Regions from separate parts of the Mus musculus genome. Here regions 2 and 3 are each linked to region 1. The links are chromatin contacts, called in public ChIA-PET and HiChIP or PLAC-seq maps. All regions are on one chromosome and are shown on one strand. Each heading gives the region's core, a stretch centred on a gene start, on an enhancer-like site or on the middle of the called end of the contact. The rest is flanking DNA. Distances are from core to core; before and after follow the strand shown. Region 1 overlaps Fmnl3 (formin-like 3). Region 2 overlaps Spats2 (spermatogenesis associated, serine-rich 2). Region 3 overlaps Faim2 (Fas apoptotic inhibitory molecule 2).

Evidence for each region. ChIA-PET counts read pairs in DNA pulled down with a chosen protein or histone mark. HiChIP or PLAC-seq counts read pairs in DNA pulled down with a chosen protein or histone mark.
Region 2: an RNA polymerase II ChIA-PET map of memory CD8 T cells shows a contact between it and region 1, with 15 read pairs. The contact joins two enhancer-like sites. A contact is called at or near these places in 2 of 115 datasets of contacts at active chromatin or transcription factors (effector CD8 T cells and memory CD8 T cells) and 1 of 9 other capture datasets (adipose tissue).
Region 3: an HNF4G HiChIP or PLAC-seq map of pancreatic cancer cells shows a contact between it and region 1. The contact joins two enhancer-like sites. A contact is called at or near these places in 1 of 115 datasets of contacts at active chromatin or transcription factors (pancreatic cancer cells) and 2 of 9 other capture datasets (adipose tissue and embryonic stem cells).

Annotation. Positions count from the first base shown.
Region 1 is chr15:99,330,947-99,335,222 of GRCm38.p6, reverse strand. It overlaps Fmnl3 (formin-like 3), which reads left to right. Exons shown (of 27, transcript NM_011711.2): 4 at 293-369; 5 at 3,153-3,236. Among named protein-coding and RNA genes, the nearest start is that of Gm22951, 35 kb to the left of the region's middle. Within about 2 kb of position 2,117, at least 292 of the 459 cell types and tissues checked have an H3K27ac peak or open chromatin away from gene starts, as enhancers often do. A contact at or near this core is called in memory CD8 T cells and pancreatic cancer cells, where this site is marked.
Region 2 is chr15:99,151,541-99,155,816 of GRCm38.p6, reverse strand. All of the region lies in intron 2 of Spats2 (spermatogenesis associated, serine-rich 2), which reads right to left. Among named protein-coding and RNA genes, the nearest start is that of Spats2, 27 kb to the right of the region's middle. Within about 2 kb of position 2,181, at least 22 of the 459 cell types and tissues checked have an H3K27ac peak or open chromatin away from gene starts, as enhancers often do. A contact at or near this core is called in memory CD8 T cells, where this site is marked.
Region 3 is chr15:99,504,132-99,508,407 of GRCm38.p6, reverse strand. All of the region lies in intron 11 of Faim2 (Fas apoptotic inhibitory molecule 2), which reads left to right. Among named protein-coding and RNA genes, the nearest start is that of Faim2, 22 kb to the left of the region's middle. Within about 2 kb of position 2,412, at least 48 of the 459 cell types and tissues checked have an H3K27ac peak or open chromatin away from gene starts, as enhancers often do. A contact at or near this core is called in pancreatic cancer cells, where this site is marked.

The DNA of each region.
Region 1 (4,276 bases), core at 868-3,367:
AGTGCATGCACACGGTCCATAGACATGCAGGCAGGCAAAGCACTCATACACAAAAATATAAATAAATAAAATCGAGAGGGGGCAGGCGTGGTGGTGCATGACTTTCATCGAAGCACTCAGGAGGCAGAGGCAGGGAGCTCTCTGAGTGTGAGGCCAACCTGATCTACACAGTGAGTTCCAGGACAGCCAAGGCTACACAGAGAAACCCTGCCTTAGAAAAAAAGAAAAAAAAGGAAAAGAAAGATGGTTGGCAGGGAATGCCCATCAAGTGACAGAGGCTCCCTGTTTACAGAAGTTCCGGAGGAGAGTGCAGGAGTCCACTAAAGTCCTACGGGAGCTGGAGATCTCACTTCGCACCAATCACATTGGGTAAGTCAGGTTTGTCATCTGCTCTCCCTGACACCAGACACTGCCTCCCACACAGGTTTGGGTCCCCTTTTTTGGTTTATCCTTCCGGCCATGAATAGCATCTGGCTCCACAGAGCTTTAGACGTGCCATTTCTGGCTTTTCTGCCCTTCTGTACTGCCAGCTGCTGACCGGTTACTTCTGGCAAGCTTGGGGCCTCTCTTGGGGTCCTGTGGCTTTGACTGGAAGACATTCCCATAGCAGCTGAGACCAGAGTCTGCCTGTGGTCTGGTACTGGGCCAAGAAAGGCCTGGCAAAGGTTGGGACGTGAGATGTATTATATTGAACAATGAAATTAGTTACTAATTGGTGACTAGTTAGATTTTTTGGTATAGAGATTACTTATTTGTTTGAAAGAAAATAATCTTTGTACATGAGCAGAAGAGGCTTCCTAAAGCACTGGAGGTGTAAGACAGGATCAGGCGTTGGCTGTCTCCCGTGCTCACAGATCCTATTGCTGCCAGTGCGCTGAGTGGGCCCCAGGGTCTGTGCAAGACTTTCAGCCTGATCAGGGAACCAGGGGTTGCTGAGGAAGCTAAGGGCTGATGCTGAGGCTCAGGGAGAGTACAGCGCCTCTGTCCCATGAAGCTGTTCCAGCAAGAGTAAGAAACAACTGGAAAGAGTGGCCACACAGAAGGGACAGTGAACTAAGACCGCAGCACTTCAGGTAGGGGTGCCTCAGTGAGAGCAGTGAAGGGTGAAGTGGGTTTCTGGGTAGATGCCAGCCTGCGTCCCTGAGCTTTCTGAGAGTAAGGTGGAAAGAGCCACTGACATCACCAGCTTTTCCTCTTTTGTCAAGCGCAGCCTACGTGTCTGCCCCAGGCCTGATGTGCCTGGACCCCTTTAGAGGGAGAGGACATCTGTATGTAGCCAGCTGCAACAGCACTCAGAAGGGAAGCAGCACAGGAGAGGACAGGAAAGGGACCCTTCCTGGTGTTGGGAGCTGCGCTGTGGTAGCCAAAGCATGGCTTCCACACTACAGTCATCTGTGACCCAGACATGGAAAGCCACCAAGAAAGGTGTGGCCAAACCCTGCTGTCCCCACTCCCACCCTTAAGAATCTCACAGAAGGAAAACTAGGAGAGTGCATCACTTAGGCTTTGTGTGTGGTTGAGAGTGACACTGTGGCAGTCCTGAGCACCCCGGGCCTCTCTCAGGCCTTGCCGTCTTCTCTAAGTCCTGCTGTAACTGGTGGGAGGATGGGGGGTCTGCTCTCCTTGGCAGAGGAGCACAAAGAAACAGTCCCCTGTGGTTAGCACAGTTCCAGGCCCCAGGGCTTCTTAGCATTGGCTCACAAGTTTGAGGTCTAGACCCAGCCCTTGGTTCCCAGGGAAGAGTTAAGCCCGTGCCATCTAATCTGAGGCTTCTCTGGGTAGTTCTATGAGGAGACAGGATCCTTCTCTTCAGGAAGCTTGTCAGGCTAGTCAGGGGTGGAAGGAGGCCAGGACCAAGTGAGAAGGGGATCCTGCTTTGCTTACAGCCAGATGGACGGGGTCCTGCAGGAGTGAGGCCCGCGGTGTATGGGGTCTCTTGCTCTGGGCTGAGGCTGCCTGAGTAGGATTCCAGGGCCCTCTAGCTCTTGTGGTTTGTATTGGTTTTCTGCCTTGTCAAAGTGCCCTTTAACCTCCCCTCAAAGTGTCAGGATCCCTAAAATAGCAGTGTAGACTCAGACAGGAAATGAGAAGGGGGTGGGGAGCTGGAGAGCAGACAGACAGGAAATGGGAGGCCTGTCGGCCCCCAGAGAGGAAGCTAACTTGAGGCAGCTCCAGTGTCAGCTTCAGCTGGAGCTTTGCTGGCAAATCAGCCAAGCCTGGTGCTCTAGCGCCAGCCTCTCAGCTGCGGGTGTGGCTAGCCAGGATGGAGCTGGTGTTCCAGCTGTGGGGTAGACACAGCCCTGCAGGGCAGTTTGGACACAGCTGGACTATGTAGTTCCATGGACATTTCAGGAGGACTAGAGTACTCAGGAGAACAAGGCTTCCATCCTGAGGGGTTTAATGTCTCTGCACTGAAATAGACCTGTCACAACCCCCCACCAATTCTAAGGGAGTTTGCTCTTCACTTTTATTCCAGAGTTAGCATAGGCCAAAGGGAAAGCAAAAATGCCCCAGGTCATTGTCCTCCTGTCTGCTCACCTGCCTGCCTTTCCACATTGCCATCTTCCTGGGAGAGCCATGACTGGAGCGTGTATGTTCCCTAAGCTTTTTTGGTTCTGCCGGACCCACTCCAGCCGAACACAGAACTCTCACAACCATCTTTGCTCATTGCTTCTCAAAATTGAACTCAGCGGTGAGCCCTCTGGCCCTGTAAGGCTCTCTTTGAGATTTATGGCACTAGGGACTTGCAGGCTTTTCCAGGCCCAGCTCTGTGAGTGGTGAATGCTCTGGATGCCTCCCCAATTCCTCCAGCACATGGTGGAAAAGGACTTCATGCCTAGCATTGTATCAGATCAAAGGGACACAGGAAATAATGGGGTTATAACCTGGCCCAAGAGGAGAGACTGGCTAGAATCTCATCTGGCTGAAGCCCATTTGTGATGTATTCTCCTGCCTCTGGGAAGTCCAGGCTGGCAGCATGACCACATAGGGGCCTGTCATAGGTTATGGTTTTCAGGATTTTCTCAGCCTGATAGTAGGTTCCAGTAGCATGCAAGAGAGCAAATTTATTGAGGGCTAGATTGCTGGGTCAGAGCCTCCACCAAACCAAGCCAGTTTGCACACTACATCCACTGTGTTTGCTGTATCTGCAGGTGGGTGAGGGAGTTTCTCAATGATGAGAACAAAGGCCTGGACGTGCTGGTGGATTACCTGTCATTTGCCCAGTGTTCTGTCATGTAAGTACCACAGGGCAAAGGTTGGGGACTCACTGGGAAGCAGACAGTCCCCATCTATTTAGAAGAAGGATGAGGGCTGGGAATGCAAGCCAGCAGAGCATTGCCTGCCATGTGCTGAGGCTGAGGTGTCAGGCTCCAGCATGGGGGAAATGTGGGGTGGGAAAGAAAAAGGAAGAGTGAGATTCCAACAGAGAAGGTGGGCATGGGCATCCCCAGAGCAGGAGGAAGTAGCTCAAGTGTTGCTGCAGACATGAGCAGGCAAGACAAGGGAATAGCAGGCATCAGCAAGGACTGGAAAGTTAGCTGGAGTAGAAGACATGTTCTAGGGAGCATGAAGAGAACAGTCCGGCAAGGGAGCTTGGAGTCAGAAGCCAAGTGATCCAAGTACCAGGCTGCAGGACCTCCAGGAAATAGCCTGGATCCTCAGGAGACAGGCTCCTTAGGGTTTCATCATTTCAACAACATTGAGTCTTCATGAGGCAGCTTGGGCCCTGAGATGTGAGAGGGTGACTATAGGCCTATTGTTGAGGAAGGCCAGTGAGCGTGGTGACCTTCGACCCGAACAGATCGAATAAGTATTTGGGAGCATTTTCAAGACATCCTTTTCATATGGAGGGAGTTAGCTGTTGGTTAGCACAGGAGAGCAAGCATGGTGAGGTGCAGTGAATGAGAGCTTTTGGAGTCAAAGTTGTGTTGTGCACTATCTGTGGAACCTCAGGTACCTTTGTCCTCCTGACTAAACAAATTAGATGGGAAGGTGTGTATCCCTCTTAGCCTCCTCCCCTGGTGGCTGCTCTGCTGTTAGTTATCACCCAGGTGATAAGCCTGCCTCTAATCTTTGGACATAGAGAAAGAAGGCTAACTGTGATAGTAAATGAAGTTAGCAGCATATGCAGGCTTACACTTTAGTTAGACAAGTCAGCCTAAGGAGGACAGTCCAGGTTTGCTCTCAGCTTCCCATGGGTCCCGAACTGAAAGTCCCTAGTCTGCAGAAATCCGGGTCTTGAGCCTTGGACCTTGCCTAGACATCTGCTTGTCCA
Region 2 (4,276 bases), core at 932-3,431, 180 kb after region 1:
TCTCAAATTGATTCATCTCTTTCAAGCGCATTTGTTTCAGTTCATTACCATCAGCTGGACGTTGGCGATAACAAGCAGGTTACTAGAAAAGAGTCAGACATAGATGCCGCTTCATCACCCTCGTCTGGAGGGGGGGGGGAGACTCAATTTCCATAAAATGCTTAAGTAAGATCATTCCCCTCCCCCTAAATTCGGCCATCAGTCTCATGCCACGAATCATTTATAGATTGCCGTAGTCTGTGCTTCAGACATGGTAATATACATTCTCGCCACATTGGAAGCTAAACAGTCATCCCAGGCTAGACACATCAAAAAATTAGAACTTGAAGCCGTCACCCGTGAGAGTTGTAAGACTAAGTACTGCACAGAGATTAGTCTGGAAGCTGTTAGACAGTCTCTGAGAGGCATGTCTGATTACATGAAGGTTGAGTGCCTAGGGTCCTTCCCTCAGGAAAAACCTCACGGGAACAGGTCAGGGTTACTCTGGGTAAAAATCTATGGGCCTAAGAGTCAATCTGTACATGGCCTCTAACATTGCACACTGGGGATCAGACCTCTACCTCTACCCACGGAGCTTGCTTCGTTCCTAAATCCCTTGGCTAGCTCAGGTGATACCCAACAGACTGGAACCATTGATTCAAGCCTCATAGATGACTTGTCCTTGTGTCCTTCGTGGTTTTAGAGACTCACCCGGTGAGCAAACAGACATTTAGGTGGTCGTTAAAAACGTAGCTACAAATTTATTATACAATATGCCTTTATAAAAATATTAAAACGGGGGAGATGTTAGGAGCTATTAAGACAACACAATTGTCCTGATCTCTGAATTGGGCCTCTCCCCCCCGAGAAGAAAAGGGGGTCAAAAGCGGGCCACCGACACACCGATTCCGAGAACAACCACAGATTGTTCCAGTCCTAAGTCATCGCTGAAGTCCTGACCACATCCTGATACCACCAAGTTCCTGCTTCCCCGTGTAGCTGCCAAAAGAAAAAATTTCTATTGCCCCCCCCCCCACTGATAAGTACTTCTCCTTTTGCTTGTATTGCCCCACCCCTCCTGCTGATAAGTACCTGTACTTCCCCTTTTGCTTGTACATGGGCCTGGCTAATACATTGGGGCTTTGACGCAACTCAGAACGTTTCTGTGTTATTCGCACAAGGCCCTCGTCTCTCTCTACCCCCATTTGGTCCTTAGGAGAAGGTCCCCTCGAGACCCTCGAATAACTGGACCTGCTGGACGAGTCAGGAAAGAAAAGAGAAAAAGAAGAGGAGAAACGAGGAGGGGAGGAGAGAGAAGGAAAGGAAAGAAATCAGACAAAGGTGTTTTAGGCCTAATGATGACATAAAGCCAAAAGTAACCCAAGAAAAAGCCGAGGTAAAGAGCTGGGGCAACTGAAGCTTGGCGCATGGCTGCTGTCACTGTAAACCAAATGGTGGCTCCATTAAAGATTAAACAGATCTACTGTAAGATTCAGCAACCCCACTTCTGGGTATATACACAAAGACGTGAACACACAGAGGCTCTGTCAAGTGCTGAAGAGACTTTTTTTTTTTTTTTTTTTTTTTTTTTTTTTGGTTTTTCGAGACAGGGTTTCTCTGTATAGCCCTGGTTGTCCTGAAACTCACTTTGTAGACCAGGCTGGCCTCGAACTCAGAAATCCACCTGCCTCTGCCTCCCGAGTGCTGGGATTAAAGGCGTGCGCCACCACGCCCGGCTGAAGAGACTTTCATGAACAGATTGCTCTTCATCAGAAGACCTGCCTACCCTCCACTCTAGACTGCTATAGCCAACTTAAGTGTACAGAAGAGTCCACCCAGGTGTGGAGATTCGCAGGGAGCTACTAAATTTGTAGCTTTTATTTAGATTGATTACACCGTTTCCTACCATATAAATGATGACAAAGCATTCCTTTGACAAGGTGAGGTGAAAAATGGGATTATAATCTGAGACTCCCTCCTCATACTCTGCAGTGCTGGGCATCAAACCCAAGGCTTCCTGCACACTAGGTAAAAGCTCTACCACTGAACAATGCTCCCAGCCTGGGCCATCGGTTACAGACAGTACTGTCCCTGTCCAGAGTGACACACTGAGTGTGGCGCTCCGCTCCGTGTTGCACAAAATGCCTGCTGTTGTTCACTTGACACTACCGCACAGAGCCATTACGCCAACAGTGCCGTGGCAGCCAGCTTCCTGTGGAACCCACAGCTCTGACTCTACACAGACAGGAAGTAGATGAGGAACAGTATGGTTTATAGTTACCGTGGCCAAAGAAAGGTAAGAAATGCAGGTAAATACAGGCAAAGTTAGAAAAGAGCAAGCCTGGAAGCCCAGATAACCTGGAAGTATGGTTATCAGACTATCATTAGCCATCTTTCTTCTATTATTCAACTCTCTTTGAAAATTAAAAAGTAAGTCAGGCATGGTGGGCACTTGGGAGGCAGAGGCAGGGGATCTCTGTGAGTCTGAGGCCAGCCTGGTCTACAGAGCAAGTTCCCGGGACACACAAGGCTACATAGAGAATAAAAGTAAACTCAAGAGCCCACAGTAAATCAGCAGGCAAAGGTCTCATTGGCAAGTCTGGTGATCTGCGTGCATCCCTGGGCCTCACTCAGATGGTAGAAGGAGAAAAGGACTCCTCCAAGTTCCCCTCTGAGCTGCACATGGACGCCACGTCACACACTCAAACACGAAGCCATGCATGTCCCTACACAGATACATGCACACACAGAATAAATAAGCAAGCAAACACAAAACTTCTTTAAAAAATAAACTGAAAAGAAATGCCTGAACAACGTCAACTCTTGTAGCAGTGGTTCTTGTATGAACTGGACACACCTAGCACTGACCACCAAAGTGAGCATTCCTCGGGGTCTCTCTCTGGCCTGGGGCTTGCACCTAGACGAGGCTGGCTGGCAACTGAGTACCAGAAATCCATCTGTCTCTGTCTCCCTGGCACTGGGTTACAAGATAGATGAAAGAAAGAAAGGGGAGAGAAGGGAAGTAAGGAGAGAGGGAAAGGAAGGACAGAAGGAAGGAGGTTCAGGTAGAAGGGAAGCAGAGGGAGGGAGGGAGGGAGGGAGGGAGGGAGGGAGGGAGGGAGGGAGCGATGGAACAGCCATGTATGGATGAGGGGCAAAGCAGAGGTGACCTACATGGTGGGTCATAAAAGATGGGTCAGCAAATAAACATGGTGTCTAGTAAGTCTATATCTTAGCTTTTCCTCATCAATGAGCTATGCCATGCCATTTCATACCAGCTTGGAAAACTGTTACAAAATTATAAATGGAGCTGTTTCTTCACATGAACTACTGGAACCTGTAGGAGCTTGGGCTCTACTGCAAACGTAAGCGCAAGGAGGGAAGCTGTCAACACGGAGTGGAGCAGCACGCAGCTTTAGTGCCACCAGCGAGGCAGAGGCAGGCCAGGGCTACTTAAGAGAGCTTGTCAAAAGAGAGAGAGAGTGGAGGGAGGGGGGGAGAGAGAGAGAAGCAGAACTGTTAACTAGCTTAGGGTATTCTCAAGCTTCAAAACTGAAGATTTTAGTATCGGAGTGATAACCTTTTATTCTACCAATAGTGCTTAATAATGAAGAAAAGGACGATTAAGAAAAAAAGGACATTTAGAAAAATAAAGAAAACATGGGGCTGAGGAGACAGCTCCCCCATACATAACACTCTTGCTGTTCAAGGATGAGGCCCTAGTTTAATGTCCAAAACCAAAGCTGGGCTTGCTTGGTGGCTTGCGTGTGCCTATCTATAATCCCAGCTGGGGAGTGAGAGGCAGGCTGACTAATGCAAGCTTGCTGGCCAGCCAGCCTAGCCTAATTGGCAAGTCCCAGGCTACAAGAGAGGCCTTGTTTTAAAAGCCATGAGGACCAGACCTAAAGAGGAACAAAGCTAAGGTTGTCCTTAGTCTTGTGTGCATGTGTGTGTGTGCGCGTGCACCTATGCGCGCAAGTATACACGTGAATGCTTGAAAAGGGAGCAAATCAGAGATGGGAAATGTAGATGACAAAATGCCACTTGGTATGATTTCTAGCTCACTCTGAATAACACCACTGCAGTATACTCCGGTAGCCTTTCAGAGCAAACACTTACACGGAAAAAAGAGGCTATCGGTTTGAAAGCGAGCAAAGAAGGGTAGATAAGAGGGTGTGGGAGGGGGAAAGGGTGGGGAGAGTAGTGCAATTATTTGAAATATGAAAGAAATAAACCTTACAGAAGAGCAGGTTTGGTTCCTGGCATCCACACAAAAGGCTCACAACCACCTGTAACT
Region 3 (4,276 bases), core at 1,163-3,662, 170 kb before region 1:
CTACGTCCTAAATAAAGTGAGATGGCTGTTTACCCCAGGATACCCACTTACCCCAGGATACCCACTTCTCCTGACTCCTGGACCAGTGTTCCTCCTTCCACGTCATATTTTCTCAAGCAAAAGAGCAATCTCAGAGAATTGGAGGGGGATCGGCATGGGAGAAAGGAAGAGAGCAGAAATCAGGGCCACCAGCCCCGGGCAGTAGTATCAGGAGGCTGCAGAGAGCAGCCATGGCAGGGAGCAGAAGAGGCAGGCCCGAGCAAGGGAAGCCGGTGGAGTTGGAAGACAGCCTGTGGAGGACCAGGGCGTGCACTTTGCTTCCTGAGGGTCAGGTTGCAGCAAGCGTGAAGGCAGGTAGGGTTGGCTGGATGCTAAGCCTTTGAATCTGTTCAATAATCCCTCGTGTTATTAGAATAATAAGAATAATCCCGGCCGCCTGTCCCACCCATAGCTCTCTGTATAACATTTTCATGCTTATTGCTTCGTTACGTCTTACTACAACACAGGGAAGGAGGCAAGGCTGACATTGTTCTAAGAACTGCCTTGCACACTCGAGGCCTTGGGTGTTAAATTGTGAATTTGGTAAAGTCTCGCAGCCAGTTAAGCACAGGTCCAGGCCCAGGTGACCCAGGGCCAAGGTGTCCTGAAACTGGTGTCCAGTGCCTCTGTGGTCACCTGGGGAGAGGATAAACCTCCTCTGTCCTCTTCATCACCACCACCACCATCGTCATCACCAACAACCACCATCTTCATCATCATGTGTTTCATGTGTTGACTTCTCTGCTAGATTCTTGTGTCAGCATGGAAACATACTGTGATTTCTCCCATCTAAAGGAACATAAAGCCCACAAAATACTCTTAACCCACATCTCCCTAAAGCTCTTGCCCAGATATAGCAAAAAAAAAAAAAAAAAAAAAAAAACAAAACAAAAAACTTCCTTAGGAATCTCTGTTCATTTCCCACAATGCCCCACCCCACCCCAGTGCCCCCTCCCCCCAGTTGTCTGTTCCCATACTCTCTTGTGTGCCTTTTCCATGCAGCCAGGGCTCTGTGCACGCAGAGTGTGAGCTCTGCTATGGAGCTTCATCCCCAGTCCACCGAGAACTCTGCAGAATGCAGTGCTATTCAGTTCACCAGTAACCTCCATGGGGACAAACCCAGCAGGCAGTCTGAGCCCTCCTTGGCCTAACTCAGCAGAAGCACCCCCTAGGCCTCTGGCTCCTGGGTTTTGGTTAGACGGCCCCATGGTGGCTTGCCTGGGTCCCTGAGTCTTTCCATCGTCTTCCCTCAGGACCCCAGTCGGGCCCAATGCTTTGGGGTTTTTTTTGTTTTGTTTTGGTTTGTTTTGGTTTGGTTTGGTTTGGTTTGGTTTTTGGTTTTTTGAGACAGGGTTTCTCTGTGTGGCCCTGGCTGTCCTGGAACTCACTTTGTAGACCAGGCTGGCCTCGAACTCAGAAATCCACCTGCCTCTGCCTCCCAAGTGCTAGGATTAAAGGCTTGCGCCACCACTGCCTGGCTAATGCTTTGGATTTTATGCTTCATGCTGATGACTGTGGATTTATGTCTCCGGCCCTAGTGTCTGAGTTCCAGACTAGAATGTCCAGTTGTGTCGTCAGTGCGCCCATTTGAAATCTGACTGACCCTTTACCCTCACTAACGTGCAAGCCACTTCTTTTGCCTGGGTCCCTCTGACTCTGTGTCCTTCCCACGGCTTCTCTCGGAGTTCCCCACTCAAGGCAAATTCCTCGGCAGCCTCTCCCTTCCCGACACCCTACACGTCAGACTCATTCGGCAGCAGGTCTCATGGCTCTACCTCTGCTCTAGAGCCTAAGCGCCCTGCTAAGCTTTGTGGCCCTTCTTTCCCCATGCCACCTGGCTTGTTGTGATGCTCCCTGCAGCTTCCCCTGCTGTGCCCCCTGTCTCTGGTCCAGACAGCAGGCAGGGGTGGGGATCCCCTGCTTCACATCCAGCAGGTGGTTGCTCCCCACAGACCCCCTTTGAACTCCTCTCTCCAACTCTGCTGCACCCCTTGTTGCCTAGGCTGAGTGGCTCCTTCCACACCCAGGATCACGCAAGGATCTGCTCCTCCGTCCTGAGACCCTCCCAGCTTTTCCTTCTCTTCCTTCTGTGCTTTGTTTTCCTTCGCCCACCGCTGAGTGGCTGCTCCCTCCTCCCCGGAGTCCTAGCTCTGGAGACCCTATCTCTTCCTCTGGGTTTTTCTGATCTGTTTGGTTTTCCGACTCAAGGGGAAGTTAACTCCCTGAGGGCGAGGCTCACCAACCACTCTGGCTTGTGCGTTGATGTAGCCCCGGCTCCCAGAACAACCTCATACACAGCAGACACCCCTGGGGGCTTGTGGGGTGAATGGATGCCCGAGGAGTGAGTGGGGGCAGGGATCTGAGGTGCTGGGATGGCCAGTCTCAGAGCTGAGTGTGCACTGTCCCCGCTGCCTCCTGTGAGTCACAGGGAGGAGGCACTTTGGTGCCCAGTGACCCCCAAATGTCTCATTCAATTAGTGCACCAAAAAGTCTTGGTTGGGATCATCTTGAAAGTTACATAAAGAATAGTTGAGAGCGTCCATGGGTGGGCCCTTTTGCTTAGAGATGGGAAGACAGGCCCTTGCATGCCATGACACATGTAAGAGCCCTGTGTCTTAAGCTACTCCGAAGAAGGTCCGGCAAGGTTAAAGCATTGTTCCCAGGCAAGGAAACGTAAAGCCTCAAGTGTTGCTAGAGGTAGACCGGCCCTTGGCACCACCCTGCACAGTTTCTGCCCAGCCCTACAGCCTGGCCTGTGAATTTACCTCCCAAGAAAGCACCCAAGTGGGGAGAGGAGGGGAGAGCCGCTCGGAGCCGACACCTTTGAGCTGACTCACCCACTTACTAGCATTTCAGTTCTGGCATCCAGCAAGGGGGTAGGGGTCAAGCTGCAAACTCAAGGCTTCCTGACACTGCGCCAAGGCTGAGTGTGGGAGAGACAGACGTAGGAGGGGGCTGCTTCTCAAGGCTGGATCAGCACCCCAAGAGGCCTCGGCTTCCATGACGGGGGTCCCTACCCTGAAAGATGGAAGAAGCTCTCGGGGTTAGAGCTGAGAGTTCTAGGACAGAGGCTCTGGATATTCTTCTCGGTGTCTGTAAAGCCCAGGCTGGTGGGAATAGGGAACTTGCCAGGGAGGGTCCAGGGCCTCATCCAACACTTCCTGTTATCCCTTCCTTGAACATTGCTGATGGGGAGTAGTCAAGTCAAGGCTGTGCTGAGTGTCCGTGTTTTGTCTGACTGCAGTGAAGAGAAAGGGTCCCATTGTGTCGCTAACCCACAGAAGGCTAAGTGGGAGGAGCCATCCCAAAGGCCAAAGTCACCCTCCAGTTATACAAGAGGGAACAGGGCACCAGATGGGCCCAGTTCTGGGCTCCCACCAACTTGGAAGCCTGTGTTTTTTCTAAGCAAAGTGTTGTGTTTTCATTTCTTCTTATCTCACTCTTATAGCACACACACACACACATGCCATCACACATGCACCCCACCTTGCTTCTCTAGGCATCTGGGGACAGCCATCCTCTTGGCTGTGTGATGAGGGCAAGTTGATTATACTGTCTGTGCCTTAGTTACATCAACAAATGATGGGAACAGTAATGTGACATTTGTCACAGAGGCTAAAGTGGGTATTTAAAAACAGTCACAAGACTCTGTTACATTAATCCTTGTGTTTATAAGTTGTACTTTGTAATATATGAATACATCTATTTGTGGGTCTTGGCTTTCAAGAATCTTAACTATGGATGAAGCAAACATTTTGAGCGCACTCCTTGGCTGTCCCCGTGGTGACCGTAATGGGCAGCTGCCGTCTTCCTAGACTGTTCTATGGACACATTTGTGTATAGGCTCCTGAGTCACAAAAGCACTTCCGTGCAGGTGTGTGATAAGGTCCTTTCCGCAGGTCGCTTTCTTCTCCTGGTAGCAGATATCAGGTTCCCGACTCCGTTCTGCATCAGTTTAGCTAACTGGCCCCTGTTGACAGGCTGGGTGGTTTCCGGTAAAGCTCTGTTAGAACCTGCCCTGTGAGAGAGAGCGGCCCAGGGCTCACAGCTCCTGCACCACGCTGCTGTTTCTGTAGGACGGACTCAGATCACAGGCTCCTTTCCATGGTGGCTCCACACATTGCAGCCCCAGCTTTTTATATTCAACCCTTGTCTGCCCATGGCCTCTCCATACTGTGGCTCTCCCACAGTGCCTCAGCTTCATCTCTGAGGCCAAGTTGGAGGGAGGGACACACAA